Linked DNA regions of Mus musculus: region 2 is linked to region 1. A link is a contact called in public promoter capture Hi-C data. All regions are on one chromosome and are shown on one strand. Each heading gives the region's core, a stretch centred on a gene start, on an enhancer-like site or on the middle of the called end of the contact. The rest is flanking DNA. Distances are from core to core; before and after follow the strand shown. Region 1 has its middle 100 kb from the start of Gm42264. Region 2 overlaps Epha7 (Eph receptor A7).

Region 1 (4,099 bases), core at 155-2,654:
AAGACAACTTTTCTTGCTCATAATTTGACAGACGTATTATTACAAGCTAATAGCATAAGAGACATATTTAACATTTACTTAGTTATTTAAATTTGCAAAATTGCCATAAAACATATTATTAAATTTTTGCCATTTAAAAATGATAATATTTAACTTGAAAAAAATATTAAAACTGGAGTAAAATTTACATCTGTGAAGATATAATTGAATAGTAGTGGTCTTCTGAGTTTGAAATCAGGAAAATGTGGTTACAATATCCAATATAGAAAATCTAGTCTGAGATTAATTTTTGAAAACCTTCTGAAGCATATTATTAAGAGAAACCAGAGAATACATCTATAATTGAACTATAAGTAACAATTAGAAATGAATAAAGCATACTATCATAAAACTCAAATCTGATTCGAAGATGAGTGCTGTACAGGGAAAATCAGACAGGTTTCAGGAATTGAGAAGAGTCGTAAGGGTTGAGATTTCAACAGACAATATAGCCTTTGCCTTATATTGATGACTGCACTGCCTGTGTTGCTACGGGTGGTAAGAGCAATAATGAAATGAGCAAGATTCATTTTAACATTTAAAATTAAGATTACAGTTTTTTTCTTGAGGAAAAACTTTACTGCCATTTAAGATGAACATTTTGTGCATCATCCATCTTTGCCTCACTAGAAAGTAATCTGAGTTTTGGATATGGTTACTAAGGTGAAAGAATTATGCAGCTTCGTCATTTTACGTTTACTTCCTCTAACTTTTTTTTTTTTATTTTACCTTTGTTCTTGATTTAGATACAGGTTAACAATGACAACAACAAAATCATTAACATCTTGAAATGTTGTAATTAGAACCAATTATAACTTCATTGACCGGTCGAGGCTCACTGGCACAGCTCACCCAGTTAAAAACATTCATTTTGTTTTATACTTATCTTTGATTGGAGGTGCTTATTATTCAGCACATGTGCATGAACTATTCAATTAACCATCTTTCTTAAGACAGCGGGAGCTTAGTCGATTCCTCTCTTTCAGGTCTAGTTTATGTAATTATTTTTAGAACACAGCTGTACTTCAAAACGAAGAATTTAATTTGTCAAACTACTAGTTTCTTAACTATGATCTAAAGTGGGTTCTGTGTCAGTAAAGACATTAAAAAATGTATATTTTTGCGTCCTTTGCTCACCGTGAAATCATATAGATGACAATCCTGGCCCTGGAGAGGAAAGTGTTTTCAGATCAGTTCAGTTCTTGACATAAACAACTCAATCTCAATGTAACTTCCAATAGTTAACAAAGGATCCTCTTTGAGCTTTGGTTAGAAATGTGATACAGTAACCTAGAATTACCTTACATCAAAGTCTAGGGACTTCCAGTGGCAAACTGTTCATTGCTTGGAAGGTTGTCTACTCCCATCTAGTGGTTATATTATTACACATTCTTTCAAAAAGCGAACCCTGTGAATGGTTTGTCTGTATGAAGGCAAATACAACTGCTGTTTTATTGCCAGAATTAAATAATTAATGCAGTTAACAACATCTGCATAGATTAAGTAATTCAGGCTCATGGGTTTTGTTGATAGCAGTAATTTTAGAAAGTAGCATAAAATGGTTTTAGTCTGATTTATGGAGCGTAGCCCATGCTGCCAGAGCCACATGGAGCTCATTGACGGAAAAACTCCCAGGATCACTCCAGAGAATTGCCACAGTTCTACAGTCAACAATTTCTTATGAATATTTTATAAAAATGTCTATGTATAAAGCGGAAAAAGTTCAAGCGACGAAGTTCTGTGTGTACAGTCATAAAATAGATGACTGATCTTAGGAAATACTCACAGAAAATTACGATTATCAGTATTCAATATAAGATGCACTTAACACTTATATAATATGATCTGTTTTTTTTTCTTTCATCAAAATGAAGACTAGAAAACATTTGTTATACTGGTGATATCTGCTCTACAAAAACTAAAATAGAATATGAACCGAAGAATAATATTGCACTCTTCATTTTAATCAATGTAAGATTAAACAAGAGTGCTTGTGCTCAGGGGTGTGTGTGTGTGAGTGTGTGTGTGTGTGTGTGTGTGTGTGTGTGAGAAAGAGAGAGAGAGAGAGAGAGAGAGCTCATGCTAACACAGCAAAATATTTTGTAGATGTAGTATATTCTAACATATTGGGTTCAGTAGCTTTCAGCTCCCTGAAATTTTAAGACACCCAAAGACAAAAAAAAAAAAAAAAAGAAAGAAAGAAACAATGCTGGCACGTAAACGTGGCTTAGGGGATTTTCTGGAATGGGGAAATACTCCATTTTCAATTGAACAGACCGGATAAATTTCTACAGGGTTTCTGAAGTTTCTATTCAGTAGCTACACTCTCCATGATCAATGCGCATACAGAGGCAATGACTGTGTATACTGTGGCCTCACTAATGCAGAACAGATCTTGTCCTATTAAACATATTAAACGACTTTATACAAATGCATGTTTGATCTTTGCAAAAAAAGTATCATGGAGGGAGACAAAGCAAAACCAAAAATAATAAATGAATAAATAAATAAATAAATAAATAAATAAATAGAGATAGTGCATGATAAGAAAGCTCAATGATCAGGAGTTGGTTCAGCAATTTAAAGGTTTTATTCTGAGGTTTCACAAAGTAAAGATGCTTATGTAAAGGGCTAGAAAGTCATGGCTCAAGAAATGAACATGCTAAAATCAGAGAAAATTGGGTGTGTTTAAAGAATAGCTAGGTTATTACTCTCCCAGAAACAGTCAGACCTTGGAGAAAATGGCAAGACGGTGGGTAGCACACATAAAGCTTGTTCAGCGAAGCCAAATTAAGGTAGAGACCGGACAAATCCAGTGTTTCCAGAAACACAGACCTGGAAAAAAAGTGTACATATCTTTGAAAAATAAAAAAGAAAGAATGTTTGAAAAGTGCTTACTTACTTAAAATCTGTGAGAATTTCAAGCCAATAGTGAATTGATCAGTATTAGCAGAAAAAATGTGTAAAATTTTAATCAATATTAGCAACTAATGAATGTAAGAGTCTACACTGGACATATGAATATTTACATAAAATTTACAAAGAAAAGCAATTCATAAAGAATGCACATGTTAAGAAATAAATATTAGGTGCAATGTGCAAAGATTTTTAAGTTTTGAAAATACCTCATAAATTGTGAAGCAAATATTTAAAAAAGTTTTAAGTTTTCAGGTTCTGTAGGCTGCCTAAATAGTTGATTTATATATTTTTTTCTTTAACATAAAGTGTATTGTTTAGCTTTTATTATAGCTGTCAATCAGCAAACCTGAAATGAAGGTCAGAAATTGAGATAATCAAAAGCTCATTGAGAATAATTAGGTTTCAAGACAATGAAATTTTCTTAAATATTTGTATCACTAATAGCAATAACACCTAGCAGTGCAGCTAAAATGAACATGTAATACACTTGTCAAATGTGAACAAATATATTCATTGCTCTTGCTGTTTTAGAATGCCCTGCTGGTTAATGTAGTGTTTTTGGTGCCTTGTGAATTCCGGCTACATAGAGAAATCTGAATAACATATTGATGGCCAATAAATGATAAAATGATATAGATAAAATATTTTAGTTTTAGATAAAATAGATATATATCTGTGAGCTACACAGAACAATAAAACATGATTAAAATATATTTAATATATTCTTTGTAGGTAATAACATTCTTAGTTGCCAAATGTGAAACAAAAGACTACATAATTTTCTTCTGAGAACACAAATTTATTCATATTTGCACTGAAATGTACTTTTGTGGATATTGTAAAATTTAGATGAATAAACACATTCACTAAAGTGAAAGACACTATTTTAGAAGTCATGAGATGGAGAATATCTTTATTCGCAGACACATACATAAATGCATATGTACATAAATGTTTATTTCACATCTTAAAATAATTATTACCTTAGGCTAGTAAGAAAAATGAAAAGAAATACCATAGACTTTGAAATTAATCTCTTTCACCTGCACCTTTTATATTGTGAAATAGTAAGTGTGTCTCATGAGTGTAACACTTTAATTTTTTTTGGCTGCATAATCTTACTAAGCTTGCCAAAAGACGT
Region 2 (4,159 bases), core at 541-3,040, 2.0 Mb before region 1:
CGCAGTTGGATGGTGTCAGGCACCGCACTGTTGGCGCCACAGCTCTCTCACACTTACTTTCTCATAATACTTGATTTCATATTCCGTGATGACTCCATTGGGATGCTCCGGCTCCTGCCAGGAAAGCTGCACACTCCGCTGCAGTACTCGCTCCTTCATGACTCCACTCACTTGCGAGGGAGCTGTTTGGACAAGATGTGTCAATAAACAATGAGAGAATTCACCGGGTGCCTCAAATCATATGTCACAACTGATCAGTCCCATGCCGTGCCAGTTTCATTAAGGTAAAAGAAAGCACCTTTTCATAGCTCACAATTCAAAAGCTAATGAATATTCAAACAGGACCTTATTACTGTTCATAAACCTTAATAGAAATTTAAATGAAAGTGCAAACAGCAGAAGATAGCATTGTTCAAGTTGCTGGAAAACGAAAATCATGGGGCCGAGGATGACAATTAAGCAAATGAATGCTAATTAAGGCTAGAAAATATGATTTCAGATTAATCTCCAGTGATAAACCGAGTCCAAATATTTATTTTACACAAAACAAAAATACACGTTTCAAACGAAATAAAAAAAATCAGAATACTGTAGAGAAATAAAAGTTCATGAAGCAGCGTCTTCACTTAAAGGGTACACACTTTAAAATGTTTTTATGTTTCATTTGTGTATGCGGATGTACATATATATTCCAGTCTGAATGAACAGCAACTAACTTTGGTGAGAAGTTTTACACTTCATTAGGTGAACATGCTACAGTATGTGCAAATTCTCCCATGTCAAGCTGGGCATGGGATGCCGTCGGCTTTACACCCTGACATACGTAATGCACCTCTGTAACCCTGACTCGTGAGCCTCTATGGAGGCAGTTCAAAGCTAAAGTGTTGCTTTCTCTCCCTTTGCTGATAATAGTATGCGCTGAGTTCCTTCGTTCTAATTAGAGGCATATCCTCTTTCTGGTAGCCAAGGCTTTGGAATTCAGTAAGCTAATTTGCTCTGTCCAATTTGCTCCGTGATGATTTACTACTCGTCCCCTCTGCCTAAGTGAGTAGCTGCGCCGACTTGGCTGATTTTCAGTGGGGTCATTATGTTTCATGGATCATGCTCTATCTCATTCTGTAAAATATTTTCAAGGCTGTTAATTTAATTTTCAGATGTCCGAAATTGTTAATAATCCTGCTGACAGAAAAGCAATTATACGGGACCAAAGCCATTTAAGCAAATTTCTGATGTTTATCCCTGTGGCTTTTTGTTTCTTCTACTTCATAATACTTTCTTGCATCAATGTCTGGAAAACACATTTTGCACATATTCTATCATATTCTATGTTTTGCGGTTTTGAAGGAAGGGCAAGGAAGATTCATGACTGCCATTTTTGCCCACATTAATAAAAAAAATAACTAGGCAGATTAAGTGGAATGTCTTTTGCTTGAAGAAAATTCAGGTGAGGCTTTCTGTAGACTGTATTTACAGGTAAATGCATATCTGGTACATTTGCAGTGAAACAAATTTGCAATGAGAAACCCATTTTCAACAACATTTATCCCTTTGCAGTAGTTATGAAAACCTATCTCTACACTGAGGGAGACCAGGCTTAGAGCAGCTCACAAAGTGAGATGTGTGAGTGGCCTCCATGGCCTCAGGAAGCGTAAACACCAACCAACAAGAAGGTCCTGCTGCATTTGGCGTTTCAAAAGTCTCATTTGCTCTGAAACCTAGAACACAGCCCAGGTGGAAATACTGCAAAGAGCTGCACATGCTCACCCACACACTGCTGTGTGATCACTGCATATAATTTAGTTGGGCTACGTGAAATCAAGTTGGGAAGGAATGGGTGATGTTGTTTAACACATTTAAGACTACCGTCTACTTTCAAATAGCATGCATCACACACTGTAGTTTTCAGTGACTGCTTAAACTCTTCTTAGTTGCCTTCTCAAAACTGAAAGACACAGGAAGCCTTGGATTCTCAGTGCTCTGGAGAAAATGCGGGCTATAAATACACCTTGCTTAGTTACTGCCACGTGGAGCAAGCTCTACTGTAAAAGAAGACTTGAGTTTTGAAAGTTACACTAAAATTACACTCGCTATTTGAAACTGTAAAAGAACTTTTACAGATATAATTATGATAATTGAGGATATGGGAGAAAGGGTGCCAAAAACCCTTTGAAATGTGTAATATTTTGAAATTCACCCTATTGCACTAATGGTTCACCATGCCACAACAGATGTCTCTGCTTTTGCACAGGAAACCACGCCCACAAGGGGACACACTGATCTTTTCGTACACCTATTTGACTTTAAAACCTCTGCTGACAGTATATTCAGGCACGTGCTTTCAGAGGGCATAGACAGAAGTGTTAGCAACTGACACTTGAGAATAGTGAGTCATGCAAAAGAAAACCCTTCAAATACAAGGTTTTGGTTCAGAAAAACTGATAATATTTTCCCCAAGTTCTACTATTTTAGGTATAGAAGACAGGCGCCACCAAAGTATACCATCTATAAACACAGATAACTCTGAACTAGTCAGATTCTAAGAAGGTCAGTTTACAAAGTAATTGATATAAGAGAGTCATAGGTGAGCTGATGCTAAAACACAATGCACCGTGTGGTTACCTTGTCATATCTAATCTACTTTCTGAAACACAGTATATCTACTCACGTCAAATGCTCAGTTAATTATAACCCATGGTTCATTTCTGAAAATGAAATCTAAAATGAAATTACATAACATTTAACAACCAATTGCATGGTATGACACTAATTTATAATGTCCATACTTATTAAAATGAAATCAATATATAATTCAATTGGAACTGATGTGAAACTAATAAGCAGTAAGCAATAATGTGAACTTGGAAATATTTGTTAGGAAGTATTAATATGGCAAAGCTATCTAACAATCTTTAGCAGAGTTTGTATGGAATGATTCACGGATACATTTCCCACCTCCATGTATGGAAATATTCAAATTTGACGCTTTGAACTAGGGAGAGGGATGCAATTTTCTTGGTTTTCAAAAATTCTTCTGAAGCATAAGGAGAGATATAAAATACACCATGCAATACCAAGCCATGTAGTAGACTGTTACCTGTATTTGGAATCTATACTAAATGATAATTAACATATGACCTGAGGAAATCAAGGCACAATTTCCATAGATAAATAGTAAATCTCAATAGCACGATAACAAAGTTGGTGATTTTTATGAATCCAGAAATTCAAAGTAAAATAAAGCAAAAAAGTATGTTTTGATTTGGTAAGATCAAGTTTTAGATTTATAATCTCTAACCAGGATGGATTACTGACATATAAAGCTAAACCAAGAGTTACTTTGTACAGTTTGATATCTATACAGCCAAATATCATCTTTTATCTTAACTTCTGATTCAATTTCAAAGTCACATTTAGATTACAGAACAAGGCCTTCATTTTTGTCTTGCAAAAATGTTAAGCATGCCTATTTGTATGTGTGTGTATGTGCATGTATGAAGGCTTGCATGCACATGCATGGTTAGAGAAATTTTTCTCCATGTAGTAGAGAAAAAAATAACTTGAAAACACAGTAGGAGTTATGGTGACACCGCACGGGACACTGAAGCTGAAAGAAAAACTAGAGACTTTAATATGGAAAGATGGTCCAGCTAGGGTTGGTGATTTGTGTTGAGGTAACACAGTACAACAATAGTGGGAAACACAAGAAGATATGGCGGGGGACCCTGGCTGACAGCAGAGAGATGCATACTGCAGTCCTTTATGAAGCGCCAAAGAATTGAATGAGCATGGATTTTTTTTTCCCCCTAAAGCTTCCCAAATTACAAATCTATGAGCAGAAAATAAAAGGAAAGAAGGAAGGGAAAAGAAAAGGAGGCAGGCAGGCAGGCAAGCAGACAGGGAGGAAGGAGGCAGGCAGGCAGGCCGGCAGGCAGGCAGGCAGGCAGGCAGGCTAGCCCAGATCAGCTTATAGCCTGAGGAAACTGTGAGAAAAAAAAAATGGATTGCGCTGAATGAAGCTCTTTCAGAATTCTAACGCAACAAATATTGGTTATAAAACAAATGGCCTTAGGTTACTCATTTTAGGGAAATTTCTCATCACAGCAATAGTAAAGAAAGTTTGTGCACTTCCCCTTTTAATAACTATTGACAAGGGTAGTGA

The links. Promoter capture Hi-C pulls out the DNA fragments that hold promoters and counts their contacts.
Region 2: a contact with region 1 is called in a promoter capture Hi-C map of hippocampal neurons, with 5 times the contacts expected there. The contact joins two enhancer-like sites. A contact is called at or near these places in 1 of 39 promoter capture datasets (hippocampal neurons) and 1 of 115 datasets of contacts at active chromatin or transcription factors (astrocytes).

Annotation. Positions count from the first base shown.
Region 1 is chr4:26,927,591-26,931,689 of GRCm38.p6, reverse strand. No RefSeq gene overlaps it. Among named protein-coding and RNA genes, the nearest start is that of Gm42264, 100 kb to the right of the region's middle. Within about 2 kb of position 1,404, at least 5 of the 459 cell types and tissues checked have an H3K27ac peak or open chromatin away from gene starts, as enhancers often do. A contact at or near this core is called in hippocampal neurons, where this site is marked.
Region 2 is chr4:28,931,727-28,935,885 of GRCm38.p6, reverse strand. It overlaps Epha7 (Eph receptor A7), which reads right to left. Exons shown (of 17, transcript NM_010141.4): 6 at 58-182. Among named protein-coding and RNA genes, the nearest start is that of Epha7, 120 kb to the right of the region's middle. Within about 2 kb of position 1,790, at least 19 of the 459 cell types and tissues checked have an H3K27ac peak or open chromatin away from gene starts, as enhancers often do. A contact at or near this core is called in hippocampal neurons, where this site is marked.